Linked DNA regions of Mus musculus: region 2 is linked to region 1. A link is a contact called in public promoter capture Hi-C data. All regions are on one chromosome and are shown on one strand. The core of a region is the stretch at or near the end of the contact, and the rest is flanking DNA. Distances in the headings are between cores, read along the strand shown. Region 1 holds the start of Hs6st2 (heparan sulfate 6-O-sulfotransferase 2). Region 2 has its middle 15 kb from the start of Gpc4.

Region 1 (7,065 bases), core at 784-3,283:
GGTTCTTTAGGACTTTCTAGTGCTCAGAGTGTAGTGTCCAGTCCTTGCGGCTGCTGGGCGACTTTCCAGGCAGCCAGGCCGCTTTCCCCACACTCACTCAGCAAGCAGGCTAACCTTCTGATGGGCAGACCGGCTGTCCTGGGCTGCAGCCCAGATGCTTCCTGACAGAGCAACTAAGATAGGCTCTAGTGTCTACCCAGCAGGGACTGGGCGCCAAGGTGTACACGGGGACCCACAGCAACTACAGAAACAGCCTTTCCCGCCCCTGGTTCACTGTGGCCCAGGTCCGTGACCACCCTTAAGGGACTCACTGAGACTCACCTGGAAGGTCTCAGCCTGGCGTCGCGCTTGCCATCCACCACCGCCGGCACGCAGCTGGTGAGCTCGGTCCAGTCGGCATGCAGCCCGCAGCTCCAGCCGGTGGAGAACCTGGAGAAGAGCCAGGTCTCCCTCTTACCCGGCCGGTGGCAAGTGCATTTCTTCTGCCCCACGCGGCACTCACATGGCTGCTCCAGCTGGATGTTGCGCACCAGGTGACGGCCAAAAGTGGTGCCCCCAGTCTTCTGGATGTGCAGGAACACGATCAGGTCATCGCCCTTGATGTCGAAGTCTACCTTGCGCAGGAGATCGCCGCGGCTGAAATTGTAGCGGGGTACAAACCTGGCCGAACTCTCATCCTCCGAGCGGTACGGATCCGGCACCGGGGAGCTGAACGCCTGCAGGCGGAGGAGCTGGCATTCTGTGCCGGGGCACACGTATTGGAGGACGATCACCGCAAATAGGAAGAGCATCACCAAAGCCAGCAGCAGCTTGTTAGATTTCTCATCCATGTTCCCGACGCTGGGGGAAACCCAAGCTCGTTACGTCAATCCCGCAGCTTGGCCCGTGCTCGCCTCGCTCCCGCACCGCCCCCTCCCCGTGGCGCCACCGTTGCGCCCCTTTCCCCTCCCGTCCGTACCGAGTACTCCACCACGGCGGCGGCGGCGCCCTTCCCCGCTTCCTTCCTTCCCGGCAGGCTCAGCGCTGTGGCTTCTGCCGCACACCCCCCCTCACCCCGACTCCATCCCGCTGGCCGTTGGCCCCCTCCCCCGCGGAAAAACCCCGACCCACTCCGCGGCCGCAGGATCCCTCCGGTCCTGGTCTCTCTACTCCCTAACTCACGCCACCCCTCTTCAGGCGCTGGGTGCTTCCCGCTCTCCTCTCTCGAGCTCCCATCCCCATCCCGTTGGCCCGCGGGACTCTCTGGGGCCCCGGACCCCATTTCCCTCCTTGTGCGCGAGCTGCTGACCCTAAACCCGGGCTCCCTTGGCGCGCGTCCCGTTGCTCACCGGGTGGCCTCTAGAAGTGAGCTGGGGCTTCGGGGTTCCCCAGGGGGAGAAGGAAGGAGCCCGCGGGCTGCCTGACTTTGCAAGCAGAGGCAGCGCAGCCCTTTCCCGCGGAACAGCGGTCAGTTGCGCGCTCAACCCGTCTCGAGTCCCCCAGCCCCGCCACCACCGGCACCCTGGAACTTTGAGCCTTGCCCTCGCTCCCAACTGCCTTCCCTCCTCCCGCCGCCCGGGCTCACCCTGGACCCGGAGCGAAAGCCCCACGTTCGCTCACCACGTACCTGGCCAAGGGACCGAAAATCTTGGAGAAGATCGCACTGAGCACGTGCTTGAGCGAGTGGCCCACGGCTGCCAGGCCCCGAGTGAGCAGGGCCCGGCAGAGGGAGCCCAGGTCCCAGCGTCGCCTGAGGTCGTGCATCCGCCTGCGGCGGCCTCGAGGCAGCAGCGCGAAGAGCGGGGCGCGCAAGGCTCCCGCCAAGGAAGAAAATGCCTTTGGGGGCTTGTCCTGGAGCGGCGGGGAGTTGAATCCGAGAGACACACCCCTAGGAGGGCCGGCGCGGACTGAGGCGGCAACAGACCCGGGCCGGCTTGCTGCCAATTCGGCCTCTACTCTGGAATGCCGGCGGGGACAGGTGGTGCGGGCGGGCGCTCCTTGCTCCGGTTGCAGTGGCGGCCCGAGCGCCCGGGCTGCAAACGCAGGCAGTGCCATTCCCCCCTTCAGGCAACTCAGGGTACTAAGGATCAGGAGCGAGCCTGAATTTATATAATAATGCCTCGCGCCCAAGAGCCCCAGCCACTTCACAAGCAAAAGACCTGGGTTTTCTCCTGTGTTGGAGAACGGAGGTCACTCCAGAGAGCGCATCACTCCACTTTGGCTCATAATTTCAGCCTCCCTTAAAATAGCAAAGGCGCAAATTGGACCCTTTCCCTCTCTCTTTGCCAATTTCCATTCTGCAACGGAAGAGGGGGGTATTTTCTGAAAAGGTAAGTCAGCATGGCAATAAAGCATGACTAAAAAACCTTACACGGGGGATTTTTGAGCATTTTCAAAGCACTCTCACTCTAATTCCTGTCCCCTTATGAATCTCATGCACCAAGCCCACCGCCCTCAGAAAGATTTCACTCACTCACTACCGTTGATTGAATGGATGGATGTCTAACTACACACCACATCAGAGTCAGACCATCTTGCTCAAGGTGTTGTGGCATATGAAGAATCTGAAGCCCAGAGAGAATTAGATATGCACCCAAGGTCACACAGCACAGAACCGGGATTTATTCTCAGAAAACCAAGCACGATCCAACCTTTTAGTTTTTTCATAATTAGAACATGTCTCTAAATAAATATGTATGGGTTTATTATCAAGCCCAGTTGTCCAAGGGCTCTTTTCATCTGGGAAAACAGGGCTGCAGAGATTTAAGAAGGGATATTCCTTCAGAACAAGGCCCCTGGCAAGCTGGGTCGCAGACATTTCCTAGCTAATGAATGGGGGAATGTGCAGTGCATGAAGACACTGGAGTTTCCATTACTGAACATGCACTCCCAGCCTAACTGATGCACAAGATGTGTGGGTTAGCAGCAATGTTTCAAAGTAGTAGCACCGGTGGTGGTGGCCACTGGAAAAGGATGCTGTAAGCTGAGTGCTAGCTAGTATAGGGGTGTTTCTCTCCAGAACATTATCTCCCTTGCACAGTGGAGCAGCATGCAAAGCCTGATTCAGGAGCCCTTGGGATTATTCCACTTGCTTACAGAAACTATGGCAAAATAATTTGCCCTTCCTGAGGCTCAATTTCCTCTTCTGTCACATAAGACTAATAGTAATGCCTCCATTTTAACCAATTAGGCTAGTGTGAGGATAAAATGTAGAAACCTTTAGGCAACTCAAAATACTAGGTGATGTTTATCTGCAATGCTTCTTGCCTAGGTGTACCAAATGAGTGTGAGGCTAGTTAAAGAAGGGTTCTTGTCAGGCCATTTTTTTTTAACTGTCACCTAGCCCTTCTACTCAGAATCCCCAGTCCTAGCTGTACTTACCCATGCCCCAGGGAATCTACAGGGACACTAAAGGATTCTTTGTCTAGCTGCTGCAGGTGTCAATACTAGGTGTCAACACAATCTTTTGGAAATACTCCATTCATGGCATCCCTGCATCTCTGGCCCTGATCTCTAGGAGCAAAGTTGTACAAAGGAACTGGATGCTGCAGTACACAAAATAGACCTTGGCTCCCCAGAAAGCTCCCCTGAGTCTGTGGAATAGGCCCTACTCCCCGCTGGGGGCAGGTAAGGATGTAAGCCCTGAAGCAACAGGGATCACCATTTCCATGGCCACCCACACAGTGGCCTCTTTGGTTGACACAGTAGGTAGCTATCCTCCTCAAGGACAGCACATAGAAGGTTCCTCCAGTCACGTTATCAGCATTATAATGGCATTCAGTAGATCCTTAAGAAAATACTTTGTGAAACTGGTGGTTCACACATTCAAGCCCACAGGTACTAATTATGGAATTTCTATTTAAGAAGGATTAATGGGATTGGAATATGGGAAAGGAAATTACCTTGGGTTGAAGGTAGATGAAGGTGGTGAGCAGCACCAGGGAAAACCAGGATTTTCCCAAAAAAGAAACCTGTGCAGAGATGTAAACACACACACACACACACACACACACACACACACACACACACAGGCAAATAGGGAAAGGGTTAGTCAGGTTTATCTCTGCAGAGCCAAAGGAAGAAAACTGCAGTTTCTGAGATACAGTACTCTGCTAACACATTATTAATGTGAATATATACAACAGCTCAGTGAAGTAGACTTCCATATACACACCATTTCTTGACCCTCCCCCCTTCATGTTTGTGAGACAAAAAAAAAAAAAAAAAATCATGGGGGCCAGCAGATGGTTCAGCACCTGCTGCCAAGCCTGACTATCTGAGTTCAATCCCTTAGACCCACATGGTGAAAGGAGAGAACCAATTATCTCAAGTTGCCATCTGACCTCCACAGGAACAGAAATGCTCTCGTGCATGCGTGTGCACACACACACACACACACACACACACACACACACACACACCTCTAAATAATAAAATACTGATAGCAAAAAATAAATCTCAAAATGTTGGTTGCTTTGAGATACATTCTATGTAGTCCTGGAAGACTTAGAACATGCTGTGTCGACCAGATTGAACTTGAACTCACAGAAATCCTGCTGCTTCTGCCTGTTGAATGATGGGATAAAGAGCCTGAGTCCCTGAATCTAGCTCATAATGTTTTAAGCAAATTTATCATTTTTTCTTGGACCACATTCACAGCTATTCTCAGCAAGCTGGCTGCAGACTGCAGGTTGGACACACAAGAGTGTTTCTTCCAGAGAGATATTGAGATGGGAGGTGAAGTGCAAAAGAGCAGGCTGAATTGTAAAGTCTTTGGCTTTCTATCTCCTTGGAGGAACTTTAGTTGCAGTAGGTATAAGCATGTAGGTTTCAGTACTTGGAAGGTAAGGAGGACATTGCAGTCTGAGCAGAGCCTCTGATTAATTCCAAAATGTGGTGAGGTTTTCAGTATTTTTCACAGAACTGTCCTTCAATGATTTTCAACAAAAGGTTGATGATTCAGAGAGCACAAAGGTCAGTCTGGCTTGTATAGTAAGTGGAGTGTGAGAAGCCCTGCATCTGGGTGCTTGAGACTGAGAGGACAACAGGCGGCTCTGGCAAGAGTCCTTTGTTATAAGCATGAATCTGAATCCAGAGGGCACCCACTGAAATGGCCAGGTTCTTTTGTCACAGAACAAAGAAGTGAAGTAGGGACGCGTGGATTGTGATAGAAATAGTTGCAGTCCATTAAGAAAGACAATGGTGCTCTTGAGAATGGGTGAGATCCCAGGCTCAAAAATCCCATCTCCCCACAATGACCCTTTCTAGGTCACTGCTGCTTTCTCCCACACTTGCAGATTGCTTGCATTTCCCTGGGATGCTCTGCTTGGTTACAGACAGCCCAGGTGGGGAGAGGTTAGGGTCCTTCAGTCACTTGACTGCTTTCATATGCTAATCCTGATGTCTTTCTCTCTGCCCTAGTTTCTGAGCACACCTTGACTAGGATGCTAAGAACACCTAGTAGGCCAGGGAAACCACTTCCTTGCTGGGCTTCTTTTGTCCCCTTTGTGTAGGACAGCAAGGTTAATGAGATTCAAAGAGAACTTTTTTTGATCTGATAATGCCAAGACCAAAGTTACTTGTCTGCTTCAAGAGCCAAAATGCCACAGGCAGTGGGAGAAAGTTTGGATTCCTGGTCCTCAAAATGAAATTCTATAGCATTCTGTGGCATTAGCGACACAGGATCTCAGCAGTTACATTTGTTGTGGGCCTATAATACAGTAGCAACAGCAGGGTCTCCTGTTCAAATTAGAATAGAAATAGTGGAAACAATATTAGAGAGAGTGTGTCACATTTACTACAAAGCATAAAACAGTATGCTTTCTCCTCATCCTGAGTATTCGCGTCAACCCCGTTTTTCCAGCTGTCTATAATTTTTGAAAATGCTCATATTCTCAATAATAGGCAATTTTTGTCACAAAGATTGAAGGCATGCAAATGGTAGTGCCAATGCATTCTGTATTTATGTGTCTCTCCAAACTGAATGAACAGCAGTACTTAATGAAATGCTATTGTGGAGCTCAAGCTTTAATATTATAAACAGGTTGGGTGTGTTACACATATCCCTCTCCATAGTCCTGTTTCCCCTCACAAGACACAGAGCTTTGATTTCTGGCCTGACAAAACCCGGGGCTCAACAAATTAAAAAAGGAGGAAAATGCTGGGGTGCCGTGCATACTAAAGGAGTGTGTGTTGCAAAAGTAAACCAAGCACTGGATGGGGTTCAGAGTCAGCACGAATGAACATGCAGTCTGAAAGCTGCAGAAGCACTTCAGGAGCAAGGGCAGTTTCCCTTTCTTGCTGCGAATGAATGGAAGTCAGTTGATGTTGGGCTTCCAGACTTTTAGCATGACAGCCTGCAGCAACCATGGCCTCGGCTTTCAGCTCACTTGTTTCTGTGCACCAAACAATGAGCTGGTTTATGGGTACAGGAAAAATGAGTCCAATCTCAAGTGAGCCTTCTTAAAGAGGATAGAGCAACACTCTGGAGAACACATTGCTCTGGAGTTTAACTGGAGCTCTCTATAAAAATATGGCTCAATAGCTGCCTCCCTGGGGTCTCACATGAGGTAACTAATCTACTAACAATGTTTTGGGTTCCTGAAAAAGCAGACCTTTCTCTGCCAATTTTGACTCTGACTGTCTTTGATATGATATCTTTGGTTTTTTCCTAATACTAACATACTGATAATGGAGAGTTGGCGGGGCCCTAACAGGAGTCAAAATGGCTTTGTCCTCACAGTGTTTATCTCTACTACTGCCTGGTCTTCCTTCTGTACCTCTCTATCAGTCTCTCTGCTAAATGTCCCTACTCATGTCACCTTCCAAAAGACATCAGCAAACCAGGAGGAAGGAAGAGTATGATGCTTAAACCTAATGAATGCTCCCTCTGGCAGGATGCTATCAAAGCCAGGATGGGAGAGACATGTGGAGCTAGGTGGAGAACAGACAAGCGTTGTATGTAAGTGAAGGGGAGTGCTGAGTATTGATAAGGCCAGCCTCCTCCAAACTCTTGACACTAGTTTTTCAGCTCTGCTCATTTCAAACGGTAATAGCTGGTTTTAGCCAGAGGGGTTTCAATTTAAG
Region 2 (6,163 bases), core at 1,439-3,938, 500 kb after region 1:
TCTGTGGCAACTCCGGGAACTGGTCATCCACATTTCAGAGATAAGGAAACAACTAGTTTCCTTATCTACATCTCATGTCCAGGGGCCCAGACAGCCACTGGTAGAGCCAAGATTACCACGAGTACTGCTACCAAAGCCTTTGTTCTGACCACTCTGCTTGCTATAGAATCTTATAATAGGTGTGTGTGTGTGTGTGTGTGTGTGTGTGTGTGTGTGTGTGAGAGAGAGAGAGAGAGAGAGAGAGAGAGAGAGAGAGAGAGAGAGAGAGTTTTAATGTTTTGGGGACTTTGCTTGTTTGGGTTGTTTTTGTTTTACAGTGCAAAGATGGCACTCATGGCTTTTTGCATATTTGACACAACATTGAACTGTACCTGTTACTTCCTAGAAATCTAGAACTATCAGGATATAGTTTAAATAATTACAGCAATATACTATAATACAATTTATGAAAATGTATTTGATTTTAAAATATTTAATTAAAATTAAATGTATTTAATTTGAAAATACTTCTATTTCTTTCTTACTATTATTAGTGTGTATGGATGGGGGGCTTATAGAGAGTGCATATGTATCACAGCACATGTGCGGCGATCAGAGGGCATCTTCCAAGAGTTTCTTTCCACTATGGGTTCCAGGGATTGAACAGGCTTGTGCAGAAAGTACTTGGATCAAATGAGCCATCCTACCTGCCCTGAAAATGTCTTATTGTACCATATTCATCCTTGTACTGATGTTTGGTGATTCAATGCCTATGTGGCAAGGTGAATAATGGTCATGTGATGTAGACTTAGGTATCGTTCAACTTCTCCATCTATCTGTCACCAGGGAGCTATTCTGAGTACCATAATAAAACCTCTCACTATCTGGCTCTATCACAGCCTGGAAATGAATCAGCTTTGTCCTGTATCCATGGCATATTGGTGACTTAACCATCAGACACTTGGTAGACATCTCAGTGATCAGATTAACTATTGTGATATTTCAATGCTTATGTTCTTGTTTCCCTTAGAACAGTGTGTAATTTTAAAATTGTACATTGTTTATTTCTACAGGGTTTTTTTTGTTTGTTTGTTTGTTTTTGTTTTTGTTTTTTTGGTTTTTTGTTTTTTTGGTTGGTTGGTTTTGGTTTTTTGAGACAGGGTTTCTTTGTGTAACCCTGGCTGTCCTGGAACTCACTCTGTAGACCAGGCTGTCCTGGAACTCACTCTGTAGACCAGGCTGGCCTCGAACTCAGAAATCCACCTGCCTCTGCCTCCCAAGTGCTGGGATTAAAGGCGTGTGCCACCACTGCCTGGCTACAGTTTTCTATTTAACAATTTTGACTATGATTTCTACAGGAACTTGAAAACACAGAAAGAGAAATTGTGGATAAGGAGGGACTACTGTATTTGCATGGCAGTGAGATTTTGTTTGGCTGAGTCATTCAGCCATGAGGAGGTAACATTGAACACTTTAGCTATTACAAATAATATGAATATGTGTACACATGCATTTGTATGAGTACCAGTTTTCAGATCTTTTGGGTTTTGACATACATTATCATGGGATGGTTCTACACCATTCCCCTCTTAAGCAGAAATCTGAGTTGTCTGTCTACAGCTTGGTGAGCAGTCATGGACTCTGAATACAGTGTCTTCTGATGGAATTCTAATTTTGCCACATATCAATTTCTTGTTCCCAAATCTCCAGATCGTCTTTCAGCTTTGCAAAGACATGGCCTTCAAAAAAACCTAGTTTTATTAAGCAGAGAAAATATGCCTCCCCCAAGACACAATTGACAACCTATAGCAACCATTATGTATGTAACAACAGACTTTTTTTTTTTCCTTTCTTGAGATAGATTCTTATGTATTTCTGACTGGCCTCTAATTTTCTCTGTAGTTGAGGGTGACTTTGTTTCTGATCTTCCTGCCTCCACCTCCTGAGTTCTGTGATTACACATATGTACCACCACTACCAGTTCAGATAGTGCTGATGAGGATGGAGCCCAGGAACCCAGGGAATACTAAGTAAACATTTCACCACCCGGGCCACATCCATAACCATGGTGTCACCTGCAGGCATGTGTTTTTCTGACTTACTTTCCCCCATGCAACACAGCAAAAGTCATTCTGATGATTTTCAAATTTCTAAGTGTTACAACTGATATCACCATCAATAATTTCAGCATCTTAACCATCATCATATTGGTGGTATTGAGTGTGGAACTGAAGACAGTAGTGAAAACACAGATGTCTTAAAAGTGAAAATAGCCCAGATGTTGAGGCCTTGAGTTCAATTCCCAGTACTGCAAAGGATAAAATAAGGGTAAGATTGCTGAGGTCTCAGCACTCCTCAGTTCCAGCTCACAAAGCTAGCTTTTTCCTAAGAAGTGAAGAGTAGTTGCTCTCTGTCCTTTCCACCCCTTAGATGCTTCCCTAAACTCCAGTACCAGCCAGTACCAGCTTTGACCTTAGCCTGCACCCAGGAAGAAACAGTCCTGTCTCATGCCTGGCAGCCCCTGTTCATCTGGTACCCACAGACATGCTGCACCAAGATGAACGGTAATACAGCCTCCCTCTGCATCACCATGTCCCCTCTTTGAATTCCATTGAAACATCACTTGACAATTAGGAGAGCACACTGGACAACATGCAGCAGGGACCCATTAAAACCTCGCTTTGGTGGATATAAAAATATACTCATTTTCACAGATTTAAATACATCTCGGTTCTCTGCAAAGGGCTGTATGACAGATGGCTTCAAAGCGAGTCACATTTACAAACAGCACACAAAAATATTGTTTAGCAGATTCTCAAAGAGTTCTTCAGATCCCTCCAGAGCCAGTCTTTTTCACCAACTCTTTTGCTTGTGATTTGCGGAGGCTCCCGAAAATGTCTCTGGACTTCCTAACAACATCTCTGTGTCTTTCCTGGGCTTCCAGAATAGGACAGTTCCAGAGCCCTGGAGGTGGCTCAAGTGGTATTTTAGAAAACATCATCTAAGCATGAAAATTAGCAATTCTTTACCCTAACATAATCTCTAACCCAAAACTTAGGGGGGTGGGAAAGAATACAAAGACTGTCATAGGCGTTATGAATCATGTGTACAGCTATTTAGTTTACTTCAAGTCCTCGAGCTGGCCAAAAGCCTGGTACTGTATGTAGCTCAGGCCTATAATCCCAGCATTTGAGAGGCAGGCTGAGAAGGCAAGAGATTAAAAGTTAGAGGTCAGCCAGAGTTATACAGTTCCAGACTGGGATATACAGTAAGAACCTGTCTCAAAAGCAATAGCAGGGGATGGGATGTAGGTCAGTTAATAGAGTGCTTGCCTAGCATAGCTGAAGCCCTGGGTGCCTATAATCCTAACACTCTAGTAGTGGAAACAAAAGGAATAAAAGTTCTGGACCAGCCTTTACTATACAGTAAGTAGTAGTACAGCCTGGGTTACATGAGACATTATTTCCAAAAAGAAAACACAGTTCCACACAACACCACCCACAGAGAACAATGATAAAAGATATGTTTCTGGACAACTCCTGTAAAATTGAAATTTACAACAAAGTCACACATTGAGCATAAATACTGAGCAAAAAATAGTCACAGTATGGGCCTTGTCCTCCAAGAGTGTCCAGCCTTGCGAAGGACCTAAACATTAACTCACAAGGCAGGCACTGTGTGTTAAATCCAGATAGGCAGTGTGTGGTGGGGTCACTGTGGGCAGGTCCAGACCAAAGGAGGTATTTATAACACAGGGGCCTCAAAGGGACAGATGGAGGAGTGAAGTCATACCAGAAATACAAAATGCCTTGAGTCCTTGCAGGTGTGTTAAGTTGGAGGCCTACAAGCCACGTGTGGCCAAGGATGGCTATGAATACACAAAACCATAAACTTATAAAAAACATTATGAGATAACGTTTTTTTTTTTGTAACATCAAAGGGTTGGATTCCCCTGAGAAAGAATGAGAAAGGTAGAAGCTAGGTAGAGAGAGAAAAGTAGAAGATGGTAGAGCTTGGAGGGAGAGTAGGAAAGAAGAAATGGGCAAATGAACCATAAGTTGAACCCTTAGGTCAATAGCATAGCCCTGTGTGGTTGGAAGGAAGGGGGCACAGTGGGCACGTCATCAGCACCCACCAGGTTACAGAGACTGCCCTCCACTTAGTGTCAGCCTTATCCTAAATCCACCAGGATTCATGGCATATTTAACACATGGATTGACAAGGAGAAGAGAAAGCCCGGGCAGAGCCCTGTTTCTGATTCATAGCACAACTGTGGCTTGTCAGCACTCCACAAGGAGTTGGTGCATTTTCAACTCTTCCACTGAAAATTTTCTGTTTTTTCCTCCCACTCATGTTCTAGAATTTTATTTATAACACTTTTTGGCCAGCTCTTTGAAGTGTGTGTGCCTCTGTGTGTGAGAGACTGAGAAACTAAAGTACTCTATTAAGCTTGGAGCTTCTGGAAAGCAGGCCCCACATACATTCCAAGTATTATAATTATGATCCATTATGCATAAGGAGCAGCAATATAGACGCCACCCTACCCCTACCCCCAGTTCTGGTAACACCATCTTACATCTGCCTCCTAAGCAGAATGTGAGTCTAGCCACAGCCTCTTGTCTGGTCCCAGGAAAGCTGCCTGGTCCCAGGGCCCTGAGGCTTTCTGGACCACTGACTCAGACACTAGAAAGGACTTCAGAGTCCCCAGTCTCAGTTCTTTGCTGGCAGATAAGTCAAGCACAAGGCACCCCATATGTCAAAGGAGAAAGAGGTCACAAGCTTCTCCAAGCTGCTGAGGAATGACAAGAAGACAATGTTCCCTTGGGCAAGGGTTATATTTTGGGTCCCCACCTAAACCTGGACAATCACACACCTATTCATGGGGTGAGACTCATGGAAGGACTGGTGGTCCTTCCTGCTACAGTGCAGGACTACTACCCAGACACAGGTTCTGCCTCTGTCCCACAGGGAGATCAAGCATTTAGACTGGCCTGTGGAGTAGCCTCCTACTCAGAGATTCATTGCTCCGGTGAAATCGATGGAATAGTCCAACAAGCCTATACTTGAGCTGCTGCTCTGCCCTTTTGTTCATAAGCGACCTTGGAGAAGTTAATCTTCCTAAGCATCATTTTACTTGTGTAGAAAATGGGAATAAAAATAGCTCCTTTCAGGGCCAATGAGATGGTTCAGTACTTGCTGCCAAACAAAATATACAAGAAGGAGCCGGCTGCACTCCTGTGATCCCAGCACTCAGGAGGCTGAAGCAGAAAAATGATAAAGGGTTCAAGGGCAGCCTGAGCTGTGTGCAGCCAATTAAACCAGGCTTGAGCTATAGAGCAAGACTCTGTCTCATAACAAACAAAGACCCACGATGAGTCTGTCTAAAGATCTAGTAATTCAAAATGGTTTAAGTCCATGTCCCAACTGGGTAAACACTCTGCTATAGGAAGATGGGGTTGAAGCGCAAAGCTTACAAGATCTGACATGTACATGTTCTTGTTTTTTGAGATTTATTTTCATCAACCTGAAGAAGAGCTCCAAGTTGGGCAGAGAAGTCTAGCAGTTTTCATTACTGCCTGCTTAAATGGAAAATGCCTTTTTAGGTGGGAAGATGGATGTCGCTAAACTAAAACTGGAGAGTCTTAATTGTTGTCATTTGCTTTGAAAGACATCTTTTCTACTGGAATAGCTTATCTCAGATAGTAAAGTGAAACATCAAGGTAAAGTGGCAGACATAGAGCCCTATGGAGCTGTTGTGATAAGTATTACTTCTGTTGCAATTACAGAGCAGGAAGCCAAAGGACGCTTTGGGGGATGGCCATGTGGTTCGGTTGGCTGAGTGGTTGTCCATTGTGCATATAAAGTCTGGGTTCAGACCTTAGCACCACACAAAAACAGGCATAGGGGTGGCTGCTTATATTTCCAGCTTAGAAGCAGGAGGATCAGAAATTCAAGACAAGTGCAAGGGCAGAGGGGGGAGGAAGGGAAGGGAAGGGAAGGGAAGGGAAGGGGAGGGGAGGGGAGGGGAGGGGAGGGGAGGGGAGGGGAGGGGAGGGGAGGGGAGGGGAGGGGAGGGGAGGGGAGGGGAGGGGAGGGGAGGGAAGGGGAGGGGAGGGGAGGGAAGGGAAGGGAAGGGAAGGGAAGGGAAGGGAAGGGAAGGGAAGGGGGAAGGGAAGGGAAGGGA

What was found. Promoter capture Hi-C pulls out the DNA fragments that hold promoters and counts their contacts.
Region 2: a promoter capture Hi-C map of hippocampal neurons shows a contact between it and region 1, with 2.6 times the contacts expected there. The contact joins the enhancer-like site here to the promoter of Hs6st2 in region 1. A contact is called at or near these places in 1 of 39 promoter capture datasets (hippocampal neurons) and 1 of 115 datasets of contacts at active chromatin or transcription factors (embryonic forebrain).

The regions. Positions count from the first base shown.
Region 1 is chrX:51,679,569-51,686,633 of GRCm38.p6, forward strand. Hs6st2 (heparan sulfate 6-O-sulfotransferase 2) reads right to left here and starts at 2,034. Exons shown (of 5, transcript NM_001077202.2): 1 at 1,607-2,034; 2 at 322-840. The coding sequence starts at 2,034. Gm35727 (a long non-coding RNA gene) reads left to right here and starts at 2,189. Exons shown (of 3, transcript XR_391681.3): 1 at 2,189-2,309.
Region 2 is chrX:52,177,258-52,183,420 of GRCm38.p6, forward strand. No RefSeq gene overlaps it. Among named protein-coding and RNA genes, the nearest start is that of Gpc4, 15 kb to the left of the region's middle. Within about 2 kb of position 2,689, at least 4 of the 459 cell types and tissues checked have an H3K27ac peak or open chromatin away from gene starts, as enhancers often do. A contact at or near this core is called in hippocampal neurons, where this site is marked.